Linked DNA regions of Macaca mulatta: region 1 is linked to region 2. A link is a contact called in public Hi-C data. All regions are on one chromosome and are shown on one strand. Each heading gives the region's core, a stretch centred on a gene start, on an enhancer-like site or on the middle of the called end of the contact. The rest is flanking DNA. Distances are from core to core; before and after follow the strand shown.

Region 1 (4,926 bases), core at 2,336-4,835, 290 kb after region 2:
GTTATATCCACAGCTCCCAGGTAAACAAACCCAGGCAGTACAATACTTGACAGACTCAAGTGTATCACCTTTTGTTAAGGACAATGTCACTGAAAACTAACAACTCTAAAAAATATCTTTAGCCTGCAGGGCCTGGCTGGCTTTCCATCATTACAGGCTCAAGTTGAAAATTATGCTTCTTTCTTTTCCAAAACTTTATACCTTTTTATGCTCAGGGGAATGCAGTTGTCAGAGCACCTAGTGGTTTGCGTGACAAACACTAAGGAAATGCCAAGATAATTTACAATGGGAATTGATCACATCCTCCATCTGAATCTCACTTCAACATCTCTTCCTTCTGGCTTTTCCAATCCTGGGACATCTCATCCCTTGCCATCCTTTTGTTGCTTTTTCTCCATATGCTCAAAACTAAACATTCTGAATGTGAGCTGCTTGGCCAAACTGAACATTATTAAAGGTAATTTTTAAAATCCCATGATTAATGTTCCCATAAGACACACCTTTAGCAAGAAGGGCTACGGTTGAACTTCAATTTGGATAAAGTCCTTTTTGAAGCTAAATCGTAGCTTTCATTAATTCAAATAAATGTATCCTACCAATATGTCTGGACACAATAACTAAGAGGGAAAAATCTAACCTGTGGCTGCATCAGGTGTGTGTGTGTGTTTGTGCCTGAAGGCAGAGATAACAGCATCAGAAACTGGAGGCCTAACAAGATTCACCTGCACTCAGGGACTGGGCCATTACAATGGGAAGTAACCAGGACTGGGGTAGCCCAGGAGGTATGGGAACTTGTGCCTCTTGCTAAGACCTGATGGTAGACAAAATCCTGACTCCTCACCCCCCTTCCCCTCAAATAAAAAGAGTTACCAGCCTGCCTTTCCCCCAGGCTACACAGTCTGGATACTAAACAAAATCAACCTTTTCTTTAGCTGGCCAATTGTGAATCCCCCAGGCACAATGACTATGTGGCTGCCTGCAAAACCGTTAAAAATCATTAAGACAATGAAAAATTCACATAATCTATGAACAGCACAGCAACACTCACGCAACTCATTGGCACTACTCACATCTCCAACCCCCACACACCTAGAAACATCTCCTGGTACACAACACTGTGCAGCAGCCCTCAAACAGGCTGGAGTGGAGAGCGAGGGATACCAGTCTCTTAAAGCCAACTGGTTCATGGCAGTTGAGAAGAAACAATACTGTGTCCTTAGACTTTTCAAAGCCTAAGCCAGTGTGATTGGCAGCTGAGTGATTTTGGGATTGCAGAGTATGGGGTCACATACCTGACTGCACTTCAGAGCCAAGTAAATACCTTTCACTGTTCCCTGCCTCCAGTTCCCACTAGATCAGGGGCTCTTATCAAGCACCTGCATCACAATCTCATGGGTCCCTTTGTAAAAATGCAGATTCCTGTGGCCCACTGAAAATAAACATCTGCCGAATAGCCTGACAAACTGTATTTTTAAACACGACCCAGGTCATCTTTATACACGTTTTAAGTTTGAGGACCTCTGCCCTAAAGCGATGCTTCTCAAACTGTGGGTCAGGACCTGCTTGGTCAGGAAATCAAATTAATGGGTCGTAACCAGCAGTTGATTATTTTTTAATGAAGTAGAAAAAAAAAAAAAAAACTTTAAAACAGAGCACACTGCAGGTAGAAAGGGTAATTATTGTTCTCTGAAACTTATTTCAGTTACAGACCTGTATGCACTGCAGGTCTCACTCAAAGTCTGAAAACCACGCTCCTAGAGGGAAGAAGGAAAACGGTTTTCTTGTGCATGGTGTTTATTTTCCATTTTCCACCCCTAACTCCAAGCATCTTGATTTTGGTTCAAGCACAGAAATACCAAGACAGATCCAAGAAATGCTATCATTGAATGTTAACCTGCCGCGGCAAAGCCCAGCTGAGGAAGGGGATGAGGCTCCCACTGCACTCCTGCCTGAGACCCGATCATGGAGCTGGGGACAGGGGATGGTGCCAAGGGGGAAGTCTGCACAGCTCTCCCCAGGCTGGGCCTGTTTCTGGGGAAAAGAACTTGCAGCCACTCAAAACACAGTTTAGAAGAATGAAAATGTTCCTCACCGGAGGCAAGACTCAGTCACTCACAGGCCAGGTGGCCCCCAGAGCCAGGAGAGCACGGGGGAGCAAAAACCATGTGAAATCAAGTCCCACCCCAGAGCCAGTGAGGTGGTTTACCGAACTTCTTGCACCTCTAATGCTCCGTAAGGCACAGGAAAGCTGACCGCTACCCTTCTTACCCAATGCTTTGGGACAAGGAAGAGCAAGGAAGGAAGGGCAGGGAGAAAAAGACAGCTGCCTCGTTAGCCTTCAGATTCACCAAAGGCAAGGACTCACTCAAGAGCCTCCCAAGTTGCAAGGACAGCAAAATCAGCAGAAAAGCCAGAAAGCAAAACCCCCGGAAAGCTTCGGAGCAGTTCCCTGGGGCCATTCACAGCGGCGGGACTGGAGGCCGGGAGAGGGTGCAGCTCCGCACTAAGCGGAGGAAAACGGGACACTCGCTCACCTGGCTTTTTAAACTCTCGCACAGAGGTAGCAATCTTCTGGACAAGAAGTCCAAAAGAACAGGTGTCCCCCACCCCTGCACGCCCCCAAGACCGGAGGAAAGCCCACCACTCTGGGAAAGACACCAGAGGAGGTCGGCGGCCAACTACGGTAAACTGGAAGTGGCGAAAGGTCGGGGCCGCCCCTAAGCGCCAGCTCCGGGGAGGCGCTCGCGGCAGAGGCCCCCGCGTTCCTTTGGGCAGGACTTCGCGCCCACCCCCTTGGCAAGGACACCGGGGAGGCGCCAGGACGCGGCCAGGCAGGAACTCGACTGCGGTTACCTCGGTTCGGGCCGGGGCCGACGACGCGCTCCGAGAAATTTCGACGGCGCCCAGTCCCACAGTGGGAGGCCCCCAGGGCGGTGCCCTGTGTCCAAGTGTCCCCAGGACTCTCCGAAGGAGACGCGGCGTCACGAGTGGACGGAGGGCGTCTCCAGCCCCACCCGGACCCCACGGAGTCCGAACCCGCGGGGACGACGCGGAGGAGGAAGCGGCGATCCCAGCTCCGCGCCCCCACCCCAAACCTGGCCCCGCAGACTTGCCCGGCCCCTGCCGTGCGTCTTCCACCCCGACCGGGGGTCCCGCGCCCCGGGCTCTCAGTGAGCAGCCGCGGGCCCGGCAATGTTTGTAAACAAACCGGTCACGTGGCCCGGCTGCGGCTCCCCGCCCCCGGCGCCCGCGGCCCCCACGGGGACCCCACGCGGAACCGAGAGCGCCGCACCTCCAACCCCGCGCAGGCCCGGCCGGGGGAGTCCGGGGTCCGGGGCCGGGGACCCAGAGCCCGCGCTGACAGTGCGCCCCACGCCCACGCGCGACCAGCCCGCGCCGCACTCCGGCGCACTCACCCGGCGGCAGGCGGCCCCGTCCGGCCAGCGCGGGGCTCGGCTCCGCGGCGGTGCGCAGCGGCGAAGCGCGGCCCGGATGGGGCTCGGGCTCCCGGCGCGCTCTTAAAGCCACAGTCTCCGCCACTGCCGCGGCCGCCACTCCGCATCCCTCCGGGTCCGGGCCGGGGGCTACCCCGTGACGGACGCACCCCCGCGCCTATCCCCTCGACTCAGCACATAGCAACACGCCGCGGGTTGGCCGGGCGCAGCCGCAGCCCATCCGCGCGGAGCCAATCATCAGAGGACGGAACTCCGCCCCCCGCTTCCCCGACCGCCCACTCCCCCACCCCTCGGCCCGGCCCGGCTTGGCCTGGGCGACAAGAGTGAGGCTGGTCCGGGTCCCGCCCGTCCGGGCAACTTGCCGGAGGGGCAGGGACCCATAGAGACAAAGCTGGGTGGGCTGTCAGCGCCTAGGAGGGCGCTGTTTATTTGGGTTTGGGGTTTGTCCCCAGGGCAGGGCTGGGATTCCCAGAACCTGGGTTGTATTTGGGGGCGGGGGGATTTGCAGTGCTTCTCCTTGGAGGCTCAAGATAGTCATTCCTTTCTTACTTTTTAAACCTCGCCCTAAGCCATAGCTTAAATTACCAGAAGTGGCCCTCAGGACCCGGGGCAATTGAATTTAAAACGATAGTCCCGGTTCCACCCAGCCCACCCATGCCCTGCTCAGAAGCCATGCATTTCCCCTCTTCTCTCTTTCCTGCTAGTAATTTCGGCGAATTAAAAGTACGAAAGGGGCTTAGAGGAATTGAAGACCGATCTATTGCTGCTAATTTTCCATGACTTTTAGAGGCAGATGACGATGGTTAGAGTGGGATGGTCCGAGTGACCAGAGGGGAGGAGTCCACGTTCTGGATCATTGGGGTGGTGCTTTTCAAGGAAGAGCAGGTTAAAAAATAACCTCATGGCAGTCAGGAATCCAGGGAGGCACCAGGTGGGTGGAGTGGGGCAGTTTCCCAGCAGGAAGACAGGTCAGTTTGATAAAGAATGTAGGCACGGACAAGGTGAACAGAGCAGGTTCTGCCTTTCACTCAAGACACTGGGGTTCCGCAGTTCCTCTGGGAACTCCTCGTCCAAGGAAACTAGTGATTTACTGTGCAGCTATCAGGATGTGGGGTGCTGCAGGAAGTGCAGCTGACTCCCCGCCTTCCACACACTGGTTTGCACGTACACCCAGAATGCTGGCTCACCTGCATCTCCACCCAGCTGTCTTTCAAATATGCTTGGTCAACCAAATTGTATTCAGTTAATGTCTATTGCATGTGAATCCCGTCCCCAAAGTTAGTGAAAACAACAAAACACCCCAAATACCTCAGTATTGTGGTGCTGACATATCAGCATCAGATTTGCAGTTTCAGTGTAAACAGAGGCTATGTCATGGTTCACAACTGACTAGAGAGTCTAAAAGGTGGGGGGGGGGCGGGGGGGGCGGGGAATGCTTTCAGATGGGAAGGAATCACAAACAAGAACTGTT
Region 2 (4,582 bases), core at 1,339-3,838:
GTGCCACTGACCTCCAGCAAAAACCCTGTCTCTTCAAAAAACAAAAACCTTATTAATTTTTCAAAAGGTAGGAGATAATGAAGTCAGGAGATATATTATCATGGAAGAGGCTGTAGTTATTTGCGCTCTGCAATTAATCAGCTGGAGCACACAGTCATATTAGCTAAGCAAGCTTAACTTTAGGCATGACATAGCAATCCAAAACACAGAGGGCTGAATTTTCAATTTGCAAATCTGCTTTATATTCAAAATCTTCAAATTATTTGAGAAGAAAATGGCTTCATTCAAGTATCTGCTGAAACTGAGCCAGTTACAAAACAGACATGTATTAAATTTGTCTTCAATAAGTGACAAGGTTGGGTTCCAATCTCTGGCATCATTTAACAATTCTTGTCTCCTCTTTAAAAGAAATGAAAAGCTATTACTCGAACCACCACAAGATTTAGTAGTGAGCTATACATCTGCCATGGAAAATAAACAGCAGCTGTACTTGATTCTTTGTGTGGTTTATAAACATTTGTCTGCAGAAAGATATTTCAGATGCAGCTTAGTATGAAAACAAGCCCGCGTTTTCCCCTCACACTTAAGAACAGCACTTTCTCAACTCTCCACATTCATTTGCCACCCCACTTTAACAAAAATAACTAAAGCAATTAAACTTGGATTGATTAAAAAAAAATCCACTTTGTTATTTAACGTTTTTAACCTTCTGTAAAAGTGTTTTTATTATTGGCATAAATATATTTATATATATATGCCAAGATATGCCAAGGTATATTCCATTACTTCAGATGAGTTATTTGAAAATTATAGATGACTGAAGAAAGTGCATTATTTGACTCATTTTATGGGTAAAGATTTATTATTCTTTACATTTCAAGCCTTAAAGGAAAATAAGTCCTTGCTAGTGCAAACATGGTAATACCTGCAAAGAAATATGAAATTATGTTACTTATAGCCTGAATATTAAAACCTTTTATTAACAAAACTCTTTTATGTATGTTATACCAATGGGGGAATGTAAATAAAAATGGTCTTCAATGGTAAAGTGTCTAATAAGTCACTGATATTAGTGTCATGTCAAACCACTGCATTCTCTGTCATTATGGAATTAGCCCTTCAGACGATAGAGCTGAGGCAGGTTTCTTTAAGGGGATATTTGGGAAGAAAGCAAATTAATAGGAATAAATTGTTTCAGCTACAGTAAAAATCAGGATTGGTGACACAGGAAAATCAAAAGCTCTGAAGAGGTTTAATTCAGTGAAGCCTTCCAATGGTCACCTGCCTAGGCCAGCGATTGGCATGCTGCCAGATGAGACAACAATATGTTGCCTCCAGGATAAGGAACCATGGGAAAGAACTCTAGAACTTACTAAAGGGAAGCCAGTTACAGACCAAATAGCCCCGCAGGTCTCAGAGCAGCTGTGCTCTGTCCCCAGGGCTCTGTTCAATTCCATGCGATCCTGAGGAAGATATTCAAAACTACCTGCTACTACTCGAGAAGACTAGAAGATAACCTCTGTATCACTCTTTCCTACCTTCTAGAACCAAAGAGGGGTTAAGAGCCACAACATCCCCAAAGAAATAAAAAAAGTGGGAAGGGGAGGCGAGTTTCCTTAGGGAGCTCGACCCCACACACTCTGAGATTGACATCGTTCTGAGAAATGCGTTCTCCCATTCTACCCTCGTTTCGTTCTTTCAGTGACCTTCTGTCCCTACTGCCTCAAGGAAGGCAAGAGACAAGCCACCGCCTCACCACCACCCCCAACCCCCACCACCGGAGAAGGTGCCTTTCTCAGTTGAGAGCCGCAGAGGGAGGAAAAAAAAAAGGTTGCTCCTCCCCAACCCACCCGCCCCACAACTCCTGGGTGCAGACACGAAGAGGGAAAGAGGAGAGCAATGGAAGGTGACAGCCCCGCACTGGCCCAGGGGATAAGAATCCTTGCTCTGGTAGAAACAAGAGAGAATCCCCCCTCCCACTCCCCTACCCAAATGAATGAACTGAACAAAATGGGGAGGAGAGAGTTTGTACGCGCAGTTCTGGCCATCCAGGAAGCAAGATCGAGAGGCCTTTGGATCCAGGCCTGGTCTTTGCAGCCCTTTGCACCCCAACTCCTGTCCTTTCATCCAAGCCCCACATCATTTAACAGTTTAAGCTTTCTAAGATAGTGCCCCCTCCTCCACCTACCCCAAAGACCGACAACCCCCCCACCCCTCCAGCTCCGATCCTGCTCGGGGCCCAGACTCCAGCTTCTTCCACTATTCCTACCACCTTCTCCACAGCCCTCACCAGCCCGGGCCCGGCCGCACCTGGAGATGCTCCTGAAAACGAATTGGCAGAATCTGGGCCATGGCGCTGTCGGGGGGAATGGTCTCCTCCTGTCACTGGGGCTGCGGGGCAGTGGCTGCCCGGGCTCTCCGAGGGAGAGGAGGAGAAGGGGAGGGGGGAGGCTGGGCTCAGCAGGATCCTCTCCGGGGACGCAGGAAACTGGCACGCAGACGAAAGAGCTCGGGTCGGGGGCGGAGGCTCCACGGGCCAGGAGAGCCGCAATGGCGGAACCGGGCGCAGCGCAGACTCCGGAAACGGCTGAGCCCAGCGGAAGGATCCCGGCGACAGAACTCCGCCCAGTCGCCTCACCCCCTCCGCCTTATGTACCCCTCCACGGAGCGGTGCGTGCGGCGGGTGCAGGAATTCCGGGCGCTGTGCGCCCGGAGCCTCTCTTCTGACGCCACACGGGGGGCAACAGAGGAACCGGAGGGACTACTTTTTTAGACTCATCACTTTCGCCAATCTTCTTTTTCTACCCCCACTTTTTTTTTTTTTTTTTTGCATTTTGCCACATCATGCGACTCGGAGCGACCGACGTCACTTCCGTGGGCGCTTTAGGTCCCACCCACGTACTTCCAGGTGCACGTGATACTGATGGGGAAGGGTCGGCTGATTGCTGCCAGAATGGAGAGCGCGTTTTAAGGAAATGCGGCGTCTCCTGGGAGTGAAGTGGCTGTTGGGCCACCTTGAGGCATGACGGGTGCCGCTTCCTTCCCCTGCGACCCCTGCCTGTTTGGACTGAGCCCCTTACAGGAGGACGTGGCGGGGGCAGACGGGGGCAGCCTCCCGCCCTCTCCGTGACTCAGGGAAACGGCCTCGCCGCAGAGCGCTCCCTCGGCAGCTGGCTGCAGCACTCCTCCCCCGCCGGGCTTCAGAGTGGGTGGTTTCCTACAGCCTAGGGAGGGGGCCTGAAACGGGGTTTAAAATCCTCCCTGCCCTCACACACGCCCTTCTGACGGTTGGAGAACCTGACGCGCGGATTCTAACTAGAACCGGCACTCTCTTCGGGTGTTAGATAATTAGCTCAAAGGACAGCGAAGGCCATTTATGATGTGTCTCAAGCTGGCCTTATGACAGCTTCTCTTAACGTTTCTGCGGACATTTTGGCGGGCGGACATGTGTCAGCCTAGCTCAGTAATCAGTTTCGTTAAAGAATTCGAGTATCAGAACGTACAAGGATTGGACTCAAATTCTAGCAGGAGGATTTTTAGCCACATCAAATAATTTATGTCTCAGAGATTTAGATAATTAGGGTAAGGATGCTTGGTAAAGCCTGAAGGTTCCTGGAGGAAAGAGATGAACTGTTAGTCGTGCATTTCCGTGGGACCACCTCAACATAGGTTCCTGTAGGTTAGCAGTGTAGAAATGCAGCGCTTCAAAGCCGGAGCATCATGTCTTCAAAGAGCATGGAGGTATCAACGGCATTCATTGTCGATTAATAATAACCTTCCCAGTACTTTCTTGCTAAAGTATAAGCCATAATATTTCATAATCGCACCAATACAAAAAAGGATGAAAGACTTTAATTCTGTGCCTTTTATCTTTGTAAGAGAGGTGATTCCCCACCCTCCCCCGAAAGAGAAAAGCTCAAGTCCACAGTAATTATTTTTAGTGCCCTTTTCAGTTAAAGGACATAAAACCCTACTGGGTAGACAGTAATTTTGTGTGCTAAGTTTGAGTTAGGGTGAGAAGTTTGCCAATCAGTTGCTTTTAGTGTTTTTCTCTTTTACTTAACTGTCTCATACTGAGCACGAGAGAAGAATCTGGCAGGTAACAGGGCAAAGATTGTTCTGCAAAGAAAAGTCTTACCACCATGTTGTAAGAGTGAATATTTATAGTTGCAAAATATCTTTTTGTATTGTTAAGCTAAATACACGAAGATCCTCTGTGTTCCGCAACGTTTGAAATGAAATGCCAGTCTGATAGTAACTGCTTTAAACCCTTTTTGGAAGTAGACAAATTCTAAATTAAAATTCTAAGGGAGTAATTGTTTTATTACAGTAATTTAATAGCTTGATCAAGTTACATTTTCAGTCTCAGAATCTGGAGATACAAGAGCCATATCATGAATGGGCCACCAAAATTTAATTTATTAATGTGTCTGGTATTTTCATACAGACCCTGTAACTTTAGAATCCCAAAAGCAGTTGATTTTAGCTATTGGGTGTGGAGTATCTAACCAAAAAGTGCACTGAGGTCGTTAGTGACTGTTAGGTCATCACACACAGAAATTACATTGTTTTGAGAAATAAT

What was found. A called contact is a pair of places that touch in the nucleus more often than the background predicts.
Region 1: a contact with region 2 is called in a Hi-C map of liver, with 2.2 times the contacts expected there. The contact joins the promoter of YPEL2 here to the promoter of CLTC in region 2. A contact is called at or near these places in 2 of 14 Hi-C or Micro-C datasets (fetal cortical plate and liver).

The regions. Positions count from the first base shown.
Region 1 is chr16:50,656,398-50,661,323 of T2T-MMU8v2.0, forward strand. YPEL2 (yippee like 2) reads right to left here and starts at 3,586. Exons shown (of 6, transcript XR_013406407.1): 1 at 3,417-3,586.
Region 2 is chr16:50,365,270-50,369,851 of T2T-MMU8v2.0, forward strand. It overlaps CLTC (clathrin heavy chain), which reads right to left and starts at 2,589. Exons shown (of 32, transcript XR_013406382.1): 1 at 2,311-2,589.